Linked DNA regions of Danio rerio: regions 2 and 3 are each linked to region 1. A link is a contact called in public HiChIP or PLAC-seq data. All regions are on one chromosome and are shown on one strand. Each heading gives the region's core, a stretch centred on a gene start, on an enhancer-like site or on the middle of the called end of the contact. The rest is flanking DNA. Distances are from core to core; before and after follow the strand shown. Region 1 holds the start of ntmt1 (N-terminal Xaa-Pro-Lys N-methyltransferase 1). Region 2 holds the start of lrsam1 (leucine rich repeat and sterile alpha motif containing 1). Region 3 holds the start of ier5l (immediate early response 5-like).

The links. HiChIP or PLAC-seq counts read pairs in DNA pulled down with a chosen protein or histone mark.
Region 2: an H3K4me3 HiChIP or PLAC-seq map of embryo shows a contact between it and region 1, with 6 times the contacts expected there. The contact joins the promoter of lrsam1 here to the promoter of ntmt1 in region 1. A contact is called at or near these places in 1 of 18 Hi-C or Micro-C datasets (hematopoietic stem cells) and 1 of 4 datasets of contacts at active chromatin or transcription factors (embryo).
Region 3: an H3K4me3 HiChIP or PLAC-seq map of gastrula embryo shows a contact between it and region 1, with 6 times the contacts expected there. The contact joins the promoter of ier5l here to the promoter of ntmt1 in region 1. A contact is called at or near these places in 1 of 18 Hi-C or Micro-C datasets (caudal fin) and 4 of 4 datasets of contacts at active chromatin or transcription factors (caudal fin, embryo, gastrula embryo and 1 more).

What each region holds. Positions count from the first base shown.
Region 1 is chr5:33,122,947-33,126,805 of GRCz12tu, forward strand. It overlaps ntmt1 (N-terminal Xaa-Pro-Lys N-methyltransferase 1), which reads right to left and starts at 2,241. Exons shown (of 4, transcript NM_212898.1): 1 at 2,199-2,241; 2 at 72-246. The coding sequence starts at 233.
Region 2 is chr5:33,500,541-33,504,399 of GRCz12tu, forward strand. lrsam1 (leucine rich repeat and sterile alpha motif containing 1) reads right to left here and starts at 2,119. Exons shown (of 24, transcript NM_001100004.1): 1 at 2,051-2,119; 2 at 1,866-1,922; 3 at 1,741-1,785; 4 at 1,581-1,658; 5 at 1,422-1,490; 6 at 859-943; 7 at 104-225. The coding sequence starts at 2,119. rpl12 (ribosomal protein L12) reads left to right here and starts at 2,662. Exons shown (of 7, transcript NM_201584.4): 1 at 2,662-2,816; 2 at 3,793-3,859. The coding sequence starts at 2,780.
Region 3 is chr5:33,409,598-33,413,456 of GRCz12tu, forward strand. ier5l (immediate early response 5-like) reads left to right here and starts at 2,014. Exons shown (of 1, transcript NM_199754.1): 1 at 2,014-3,859. The coding sequence starts at 2,148. The coding sequence ends at 3,065.

The sequences.
Region 1 (3,859 bases), core at 991-3,490:
TTAATAAATACCTTAACACATTTCCTACTATAAAAAATACAACATTACTGACCCCAATTACTATGACTCACCCCAAGGAATTTCTGAAGAAACTTTTTTGAGCCGTTAATGTCAATACTGGAGATGCTGCCATAACCTCCCAGCATTCCATCCACAGTGGGCGGGACGTCCTTCCAGTAGTGCTCTGCCTTTGAGTAAAAGGACGTTTGGTCTTCTATCAAACAGTCTTCCATCTTTGTGCAACTCCTGGCCAAAGGGATCCAAAATAAGTACATTTACCACCACAAATCTAAAAAAGTTTTTTACATGTTGATTCAATGACATATTAAATGTAGCTTAGCAACTGTGCTTTTAAAAAATGTTCATTTCATATTTGAAAAAGATTAATAAAACGACAACCACCACTATTAAAACAAATTCTCTATAGACAAATTTAGGAAACCATTTACTACTAATTCTCTGGATATCATATTAATTGGAGTTTTGAGTAAAATTATTTGTAGTTTATTTGCTAAATTACAGATAAGGTGTTTTTACAGACGTTACAGTAGGTGAGGGGTCAATATAAAATATTTAATGTTGCCACACTGCAATAATGCTTTTCTTATTTTGTCTTGTCTTTCAGTCAAGTTACTTATGCATTTAGCATTAATGTACACTAAGTTATAAGTTCTCTCTTAATATACATATATGGTAATACGGTAATATGGTATACCGCGGGATCTAAAAATAGCAACGGTGTCAGTTCTAATACCGTTATACCGTCATAAAAACAATTTAATTAAGTAGGAGACAAGTATTAAATAATAAGTATTATTTATTTAATGCCAACAAATGAGTATGTGTGATTGTCATGACGGGACAGTGTGGAGGAGAGAGAGGTGAGGTAAGATTTCGAGTCACGCACCAAGTCACCTGCAGTGTGTGTGAGTGAGAGAGTTTGGTGCTGTGCATCTCTCTCGCGCTCTGTGTGTGTACCACGCAGATCTCTAATACGAACAAGACAAACAGGTGACAGTGAACCTCAGGTCGCCTTACGTCATATTTTTTATTATTATGTACGGTAATACTGGATATCGGGGTAAAATAGAGAGGAGGTTTGACGGTATCAAAATTTGGATACCGCCCAAGCCTAAATATATATATATATATATATATATATATATATATATATATATATATATATATATATATATATATATATACACAGAATCAAATCTTAATATATAAAAATTCTTAAATCAAGAAGCATTTTCTAGACAAACAAAATGTCAAAATAAGTGAGTTTTACCTTAAAACAAGCTGAATTATCTGCAAGGTGTAAGCAAAGTAATATTGTTGTTCTTTTTGACATTAGGTTATTGTGCTTATTCCATTGGCAGATTATTTTGCTTGTTATAAAGAAAAACTCACTTAATTTTGAAATATTAATTCTTAAAACAAGACATTATGTTTTGCTTGTTTAGAAGATGCTTATTGATTTAGGATTTTTTTAACTAAAAACAAGCCAAAAAATTTAAGAAAAACTCTTTTTTTCGCAGTAAAGACTTTAAATACTGAGAAAATTTGTATATAGATTAAGAGCAAAAAATCAAGGCAGCCTACATTAATGCTAAATGCATAAATAAATTGACTGAAAACTCAATAAAATCATGAAACTGCTATACTTCAGTATTACAGCTAAACTTTTCCCCTTTTATGAGACCAAAAGGCAGCTTTCACACGTTGTCAGTTTCACACCTGAGTTCAGCTGTCAGGATGCATCACTTGACAGTGGACTGACAGACAGATGACTGCTAAAATAAGCCAGTACAATGTATAATGGCCTTACAAAAATAGAAGATTGAGTTAATGTAGAATATATCGATATCCGCAGCGCTAAAGAGATCACAGTCAGACTAAAAAGCAGATTTATAGTGAGTAGAGCATTAAGCGGTTAAACAAAGATGAAAGAGCAGAGTTACATTTGTATCTATCTTAGCCTTCAGTTCCGTTAACGTACTTACTAGATTTACTCGGTCAAACACGCTCCTACACGTGGTCCTCCTGTCTTTGAAGGTGTCTTGTCCTGTTTCTATATTTGGTGTTGACAAAAGTTACACGTGTTGACACACGGCCAGCTCTAAATCACACGCGTCCACTGAGACTCTCTGCGCTCTTTATGTCTTCAGTCATTCAGACTATGAACACTGACCTACCTTTGCTTTCGTGCTCTCGCTGACTGCCGCTTCTTGCAATCGCTCATGTCACGACTAAACTGTCGAAGAACTGCCCCATGAACAATACTCCAGCTCCCCTACTTCCCAAAAGTAGCAGAAGCCCCACATCCCACGTCATTTCCTTATTTGACCGCCGTGTTTCCCCTCAGTGAGTTGTTTTTATTTTGTCTCCATCTTGTGGCCGCATTTCAAGTTGGGTGTGTAGCTCAATCAATTGTATTTGCATAGTGTTCTTGAATTGTATTAAATGCGGTGTTTTAAGCAATGGTATGGCTGCATAAAGGAGTTAATTTCACTATTAGTGATTTAAAGCCCTTTCTTAAATATTCAAAGATTATACCCATATTTAAAGAGCTAGTTGGTGTTTCCCAGAGATGGGTTGCAGCTGGAAGGGCATCCGCTGCCTAAAACATATGCTGGATAAGTTGGCGGTTCATTCTGCTGTGGCAACCCCAGATTAAAAAAGGGACTAAGACGAAAAAAAAAAAGAATGAATATTATTTTCTGACTCTTAATTGTATTAATTGTATTACTGATTTTAATTGTGGTAATTGTAAAGTATTCATTTAAAGGGCACCTATGAGGAAAATCATCATTTGTAAGCTGTTTGGACAGGACTGTGTGTAGGTATATTGTGTTCACGGTCATATTGGAGTGATAGAAACAAATAAGTCTCTTTTTTATTTCCTGACACTAAAATAGGATCTAAATCCTTCCCATTTTGAGGTCCACCGTAATGTAAGAGTGCGGTTTCCCCTCACAACGGATTGATTGACAGCTGCATATTTACATGTCTCCGTAGTAACGTGTATCATCAAACAGTATCAACAAGACAGGAGGTGCACAAAGCACCTGGGATTAAAAGATCTGTTCAGCTCTCTGTGATCATCAATCATCATCAAATGTGATCAAAAATGAGTTTTACAAGTTTAAAACATTTTTAAAACAGTGCATGTTTGTAATAAATTACAGCGATTTTACTGTCTTTACTTTATCACCACAGTCGCATGTCAACACAATTATAAAAGAAGACGCTTTAATCCCATTTTGAGGCTGTTAAATCAGGTTTGTTTTGTGCATTAACATAACGGATATCTATACAGAAGTGTTTACTAACGTGAATCCTGTCACATTTACCATGCAAAAACAGTGCAAAGCTAAACATGCGCCCTGTGTGTGTCTGTGTGTGCGTGTGTCAACTTTGTAACAACATTTTGTGTGACTCATCGCTGCAGAAAGGCTTGAATTAACTCCACAACAAATACATCAAATAATCATTGGGAAAGTTCCGACTATAGTATTTCTCACAAACGTTACGTGACATCTGCTTTCTTCATGTCTGTCACTGTGCTGTTTATCTTACGCAGCCGAGACGGAGGCTGAGGCACACTCTGACAGGCACGTGGGAACGGTGGGCGGGGAGAACTAGCATTAAAGGCACAGGCCACAAAAACAGCTACATTGTGTTCAGAGCAGAAAATCACATTATTCTGAAAGGTATAATAAATAATCTGATTAGTGTTTTGAGCTGAAACTTTACACACACATTCTGGAGACACAAAATACTTATCTTAAATCTTGAAAAGGGGTAAAATAGGTGCACTTTAAATTTAAAGGGACAGTTAACCCTAAAAATCAAA
Region 2 (3,859 bases), core at 869-3,368, 380 kb after region 1:
AGATCCCAGATATGAGTGGACACAGAGTTTATGAGCTTGATGTGATATTACACAAATATGTGTCTTGTTTTGATTTACTGAAATTGACATATAAGGTACTCACTTCCAGAGTGCGAACACTGGCCAGTTCTTTGGGTAATTCTCTGATGCTGTTCTCACTTATGTCGAGTGTCCGCAGGCTGCTCATGCGACCCACAGACACAGGCAACACAGTAAGGCAGTTCCCTGTATGCGTCAAAACATTGTCATTCGTTTAATCTTTTTTATTTCCACTTCATTTTTAAAATTGTGCCTAAAACCTAAAGTAAATTAAGACAAAAGTCATATGACGGTCACATTTTCAATGTTCTGAAAGACTTTTCAAACTTGAAACCGGCAAGCCCGAGTCATTCTAAAAAAGCATCATTGATTGTATCAAAGCAGCACATCAGCAGTTTACATAAAGGCATTAGCACATTTGATGGCATACAGTTTATAAAAGGTAAAAACTAAACTCTAAATGTTGCATTTTCTCTTAGTATTTTAGTTTTTTCCCCAAATGCTAGTTTTTTAAGCAACTAACAATAACAATGTATCACTACTTGCATGGTTTTAATGTTTAGTATCACAATGCAGGGTTTATAGTTCAGGGTAAAAAGCAGTACTAACCCCTCTTCTCAGTTTCCTGTAGGCAACATTTATTAACCCACTGATAACAATGTTTTGAACAAGAATAATCCAGGGTTAAGCACACAGAAATTAAGTTAACATGAAAAATGTTTAACAACTAAATGGAATATATTCCAGGAAGACAAAGTGATGAAAACAATTAAAAAATGAATATTATATGAACAAAAATAGATATTTTTAAAAACAAACCTTTTACATTAAGTGTCTGTAGATGCAGAAGACCTCCTATAGTGTCTGGCAGCTGTTTGATCTGGTTTTTCTCTGCATTTAGCACCTTAGAGAAAAAAACATGTTTTATGAAAGCAACAAATATAAAGTACTCTAGTTATTACAAAACATACACAGCAATTCAGTTGATATTGTTGGATTATTAACAATGAGGTTGATAACATTGTAATATTTATGAACAAATAAATCTTCTGCTTACCAAGGCTGCATTCAATTAATGCAATAAAAGTATTAATAAAATATGTATTTTTTTAATTTTCTTTTGATAATTTAAAAAAATTATGTTGTATCCCAATTTTTCAGAAATCATCCAGATATGGTGAGTTGGTGCACAGTAAAAAACTGCTGTTAACTTATCTATAAATATATATATATATATATATATATATATATATATATATATATATATATATATATATATATATATATATATATATATATATATATATATATTATTCTATTAGCATATTATTCTGTTTTTAGATTGTACAATTCAGAACTTTGATCTTATAAAATAGATATACCTGCAAGGACGAAAGCTGTCCGATCTCATCTGGAAGTGATGTGAGCTTATTTTCATGTAGATCCAAGACCTTTAGAATGAACAAAGAGATGTTATAACTAGACAATATAGCGAGACAGTTATTTATTTTTCATTGGTGACATCAGTCAGTTTCTCTCACCTTTAATGTTGCTAAGGCACCAAGACAGCAGCCTTTAGGTACGAGTGACCTCAGGTCATTTGTATGAAGAATTAACACCTACAGTTAAAGAAAAAACTGCTTTCAAAATTGTATTCGCTCCGACCACCAACAGTTCAGAGAAAGAAATATACAGACTCACTTTCTTCTGAAGCACTTTACACATAGAGAAGGCACAGGAGGGAACCTGAAGAAGCAGATATTTCATCATTTCATCATTTGTCCACAATGAAAATAGGGATTGTCACTAAGGTGTCTGAAGTGTACCTCTGAAAGCTCACAGGCAGAAATGTCCAGAATGTCATCAGCACCTGCTTCTTTGGCCTGCACAAAACATAGGCATGTGTTTTAGGATCTGCACTGTGGACGTTGCTTTAAAAAGAGGCTCTGCTCACACTTATAATCTCTATCAGTAACAAATGTGGGTGCGTTGCAAAGCAACAGACACTCACCAAACACAGCTGGTACTCGAGACGTTTCCTGGAATCGCCACTGGGTTTTTTCTTTTTGAACAAAAACATCGTGAGGCTTAGCGAGATTTTATTTGTCTAGTTAAAACCCCACAACATCCACTGGACGGTTCAGTGTGAAACCTGACTGAATGTGATGTTGACAATCTCCAAGAACGCCCTGAACTAATAGAAGTAGGACAAAAAAACACAAAAACAAACGCGTAAACTGACAAATAATAATTATTCAATATCCATAACCCTTCACAAATGTCCCGCTTTCATCAGTCTAAAGACTGGCTACGACAATTGCGCAACATTACCTTTATAAACAAGTGGACGTAACGTTACCTGCTGAACGATGGATATTCGCAAATAACCGTTAGTCCTATAGCTGATATATGTTATGAAAACATAGGTTCTCTGAGATGTTTCTTAATCAATTTACTGTCCTGTGATACCTAGCATACTCCCTCTCGGACAGTACACCACAAACACCAGGAACAACTTCTCGGATGTTGTGAATGACGTAATGCGTCGCCGCAGTGTGAAAGGTTGCCAAGTTCTCGCGATACTTCGTCGCCTTTATATTCTCAGCTTGCGCTCTCTTCGGCCTTTTCCTTTTTCACTTTTGTGGTGAAGGTGCAACAGTTTTCGGTCGTCCCGAATCCGGGTTCATCCGACACCCTCACCAATTCCAATTGAAGTGAACTCAACTTCATCTGATACACCATGCCTCCTAAATTCGACCCCAACGAGATTAAAGTTGGTATGTGTGAGGAATACTGTAACGTTTCGACGGGTTTTTGAGCGTGACCAAGCGGCCATGTTTGTGCTCTGGGCTCCAGAGCGCCGGGACTATAATAAACGATGAATGGGTAAAACTACTGAGCTTTATCTAACCGAACAATTTTAAACTTAATGTCTAATCGGATTGAATGTTATGTGTCTTTAGAAGTGCCAGCTGCGGCTTATTTTAACGATTCATCGTAAGCTTTGAAACGTGATTAATGTGCTCTAGTTCAGCAGTTTGCTGCACACGTGATCATCATGGAACTCGTGTCTTTAGCTTAATAGTGCAGAATAGTCTGTAGAATTGTCAAATACGTTATGTAGTTTTAACGTGCCTTTTATTTTAAACGTGCAATAGTAAGTTACAAATAATAGAAATTGCAGTACAACTGCTGCATATAAAGTTTATCATTTTATAAAGATCAACATTAGCGTTTATTCAAAAATGCATATAAAATATACCATTAAAAAGTTAGCGCTATTATTTAATGTACATTATTCGCCTTTAAGCTGAAAGTAACCAGGTGAATTTTATTGACTTGTCTTGATCAAATGGACAATCGAAGTTGCCCGTTACTTAAATTATAGCTTTGGTGACTAAGTACAATGTAGAACTCCAGCTAGTGTTCTTTTAACAACTTTGGGGGGGGGGGGGGAATTTCTGCAAACAATGGTATATTTATAATGCCATACTTTGTCTCTCTATAGGCCAGTTTGCCCATTTTCTTTTCGGTTGTAGCATAATTATTATGGCTTGCATTTTTTTAACTGACCTTTGTAAGATGCTGTGCTGTTTTCAGTTGCTGTAAATGATACACGATGCTAAATAGTTTAAGTTCTCTCTTCGCTAATGTCACACAGCAGTCAACACAATCTTAAGAACATTGTGAGTTTAGTTGTTAATGAGGCTAGTTGTCTCTCTACATTTCTTAATTTAGTTTTTTTCTTTTTAGTGTTCATGAGATGCACTGGTGGAGAGGTCGGTGCCACTTCCTCGCTGGCCCCCAAAATTGGACCTTT
Region 3 (3,859 bases), core at 764-3,263, 290 kb after region 1:
TATCCATATTGCTAACATTGTTTTGTCAATGACACAGTATTTAACTGTATGAACTGTGTTTTACTGTAAAACATTCATGCAGCGTCACTAATGTTTAAAGTTGCATTGTGAAAAGGTATATTTGTATATTGAATCATGTATATTTACAGTACAGATATGCATACAATTCTGTAAATACCTGTGCATCTAGATAAATGGTGCTGTAAATGTAAACAGTATTTTTGCTGTAACTGAGTAGTGGTAAACTGCTGCCAATAAGTTACAGTAGATTCTACAGGAAATTGTTAACCATGCAAGACTTCACATTGCCATTCCTGTACAAAGTATGAACTACATGAATTTTCTAATGCATTAATTAATGTTGTTTTTAATTATTTGTGTTTCTCAATGAATACTTCGGGGATACTAAATAATATCTGAACAATAAAACAATGCTGAAGGTGTTGTGTTAATTTTGTGCTTAGTATCTTAAAGTCTTATATATCTAAAGTTATGGTACTGACTAGTATGGCATAACTGATTTGTAAAAAATTATTATATTATATTATATTATATTATATTATATTATATTATATTATATTATATTATATTATATTATATTATATTATATTATATTTATTATATTAATTCATTTTCATTTCGGCTTAGTCCTTTTAATAATCCAGGGTCGCCACAGTGGAATGAACCACTAACTTATCCAGCACGTTTTTACGCAGCGGATGCCCTTCCAGCCGCAACCCATTTCTGGGAAACATCCACACACACTTATTCACTATGGACAATTTAGCCTACCCAACTCACCTGTATCGCATGTCTTTGGACTGTGGGGGAAACCGGAGCACCCAGAGGAAACCCACGCGAATGAAGGGAGAACATGCAAACTCCACATAGAAACGCCAACTCAAATAGCCGAGGCTCGAACCAGCGACCTTCTTGCTGTGAGGCGACAGCACTACCTACTGTGGCACTGCGTTACTCTATATTATATTATAATATTTTATGTTATGTTATGTTATTTTACATTATATTATATTATATTACAATATATTATATATTTTTACATCGTATTATATTATAATATTTTATTTTATATCATATTATTTTACATTATATTATATTATAATATTTTATATTATATTATGTTATATTATTTTACATTATATTATTTTACATTATATTATATTATTATAAATTATATTATAATATTTTATTTTTCATTATAGTATTATACAGTATATTATATTATAATTTTTATATATTATAATATATCATTTTACATTATATTATTTTACGTTACATTATATTAAATTATTTTTCACATAATTAACACTTTTTATCATTGCTTTAGCTTGAAATATACGAATGCATAGAACTGAAACTTAAAATAAGACAAAAGTATATGTAATGCACGCATAATAACGTTAATAGTTATTATTTATCACGAAGATTGAATAATTCAACACTTTAATGTTTTTTTCTCCTTTTTTTCACTGACCTGTAATTAAAGTTACATACTAATTCGTTTACATGGTTTGCATTCAAGTATGCGCGCGTATAATTTAGAGTATAATCTTGAAAAGTTATTTTTTCTCATCTAATAATTTATTATTTTTAATAATTTAATCAAGTTTTTTTATTATTATTTCAGCCCGTGCATGTGAAACATGCAGTGCTTTGTTGTTTTTAAATGTAGTTTTCAGTAAGTTTGTAAACTTGTGTGACATCCTTCAAGTTGTCTCTCCGGCACACATGACAAGAGCGCGCACTCCGATGTACAATGCGCCTCATGAGAACATTCCAGTTTGGTAAAGTCAGTTTGGAATTTGAATAGCACAGAAGAACCGCCTCTCTGTGATTGGACAAGATCAAAACCTCTGAGAGGAATCCGCTTGTCACTCAACGGCATTCTGGGCCTCTGATTGGCCGCTGGCGAAGTGGGCGTAAAGTTCTCCGCCATATATATACTATGGCAGCAAGCGCAGGCTAATGATTGCCTACGCTCACACGTTGAGGCAGAAACGACCGCGTTCAATGTTTCTCCACAGAGCTGACTTAAGCCTTCGTCCCCGAACGAAATATCGTGATTCTGACTAAAAGAAAGTTAGTTTCCTTCGTCGGAGAGGTGGGAAAGCATCAGCAGCCCGACCATGATCAACACCATGGAGTGTGCAGTGGATGCACAAAGTCTGATTTCGATATCTTTACGGAAAATCCACAACTCCCGTACGCAGAGAGGAGGAATCAAGCTGCACAAAAACCTGCTGGTCTCCTATGTGCTGAGGAACGCCAGGCAGGTCTACATGAACGAGAAGTACGCGGAGATCTACAGGATGCAGCAGTACGAGGAGGTGATGACGGTCTGCAACGAGATCCAGGAGCTGAACCCGCTGGATCTGGCGGAGGACTGTGAGGATCAGACGGCGGACTGCTGCGGCAGCGCGAGCGAGTCAGCGAGCCTCTGCGGCGCGCTCCTGCCCGCCGTCGGTCACCAGACTTCACCGGCGGCGCAGCACATACAGCCGGCCAGCGCCTGCTCGGTGCCCCTGGCTCTCCAAAGCGAGGAGGTGTGCAAAGCGGCGCCGGAGCCCTCGTTCTACCGCAGCTGCTGCGCGGAAGCCTACCCCGTGTCCAACTGTGACTTTTCGCCGGTAAACAACATGCACTGCAACAAAACTACAGTGCTCGACTTGGACACGCATGTCGTTACCACAGTAGAGAACGGGTATTTGCACCAGGACTGCTGCGCTTCGCTCCAACAGTGCTGCCAGGGCGCACAGAGCCCGGCCAAGAAACGCAAGCTTGACTTTGGTTACTACGTGTCCGAGATCGAGGAGGCACCGGATTTTACGCCGTGCAAAAGAGCGAAATTCGAGGACTCCTCATACGCGATCACGGAGCCCTTAGACACGTCGAACATTTCCAACCTCATCTCGATCTTCGGCTCGGGGTTTTCGGGACTGGTGAGCAGACAAGCGGACTTGGAGCAAGCCTTAAACGGACAGTTCTGTAGCAAACAAGCCCTGGCGAGTTTAGGGGCTTGGACGCGAGCTATTGTAGCCTTTTGACTCTGTGGTTAATGCGAATTCAGATACTTTATGAAATTGTACAAAGTCTAAGACAAATTGACTTTTATTTTTGCAGCAAAGTTATTTAAGCCTTTCTGTTTTTATTTTTGGTTTGTTTTTGGTTTCGTTTCAGTGGGGGAGGCGGACAGTGGTTGTAGCCTACCACTTGTGATGTATCCTTTAAAACAAATGTCGATATTACAAACAAACGAAGTTGAATTTCGTTGCCTTAAACCCAACGCAGACTGCTAGCTATATGGCCACAAACATGGGAAGTCTCTGAATGTTTCGCTCGTGGATTGTTTCTTTTCTCTTTCTCCTCTTCCCCAGGAACTTTCGCAAAGATGTATTGTAAAAGAGCATTACTACTCACACGTAATGTTGGGAATAACGGGCTGCAAACGGGGAAGCCTACCCACTGCACGCTTATTTCTCAGTCTTTGGGCAGCCGTGTCATATTCTCTGACCAGTTTACCAGTAGAGCAGGCTACAGCAAGAGCTCGTGCTGTATGGAGCTCCAGGAAGAGCCCTGGCGCGCACAGACTACATTCTGTAATATCATATAAGGCAATCAAGTAGGCTAATGAAGGTGCAATATTTTGACCCCCCTCCCTGTCCGAGTTTGTTGTTTTCTGTATTCTCAAATGTGCTGTTGAAAGTGGAGAGGACTGGTGCGTTTTGTTGACTGCACTGACCTACAGCTCCAGTTCCTCTCGAGTGTGTTTGTAGTTCCTATGCCAGTCACCTCATCAACACTGAACGTTGGGGCCATTAATTAACACTACAACTCCCAT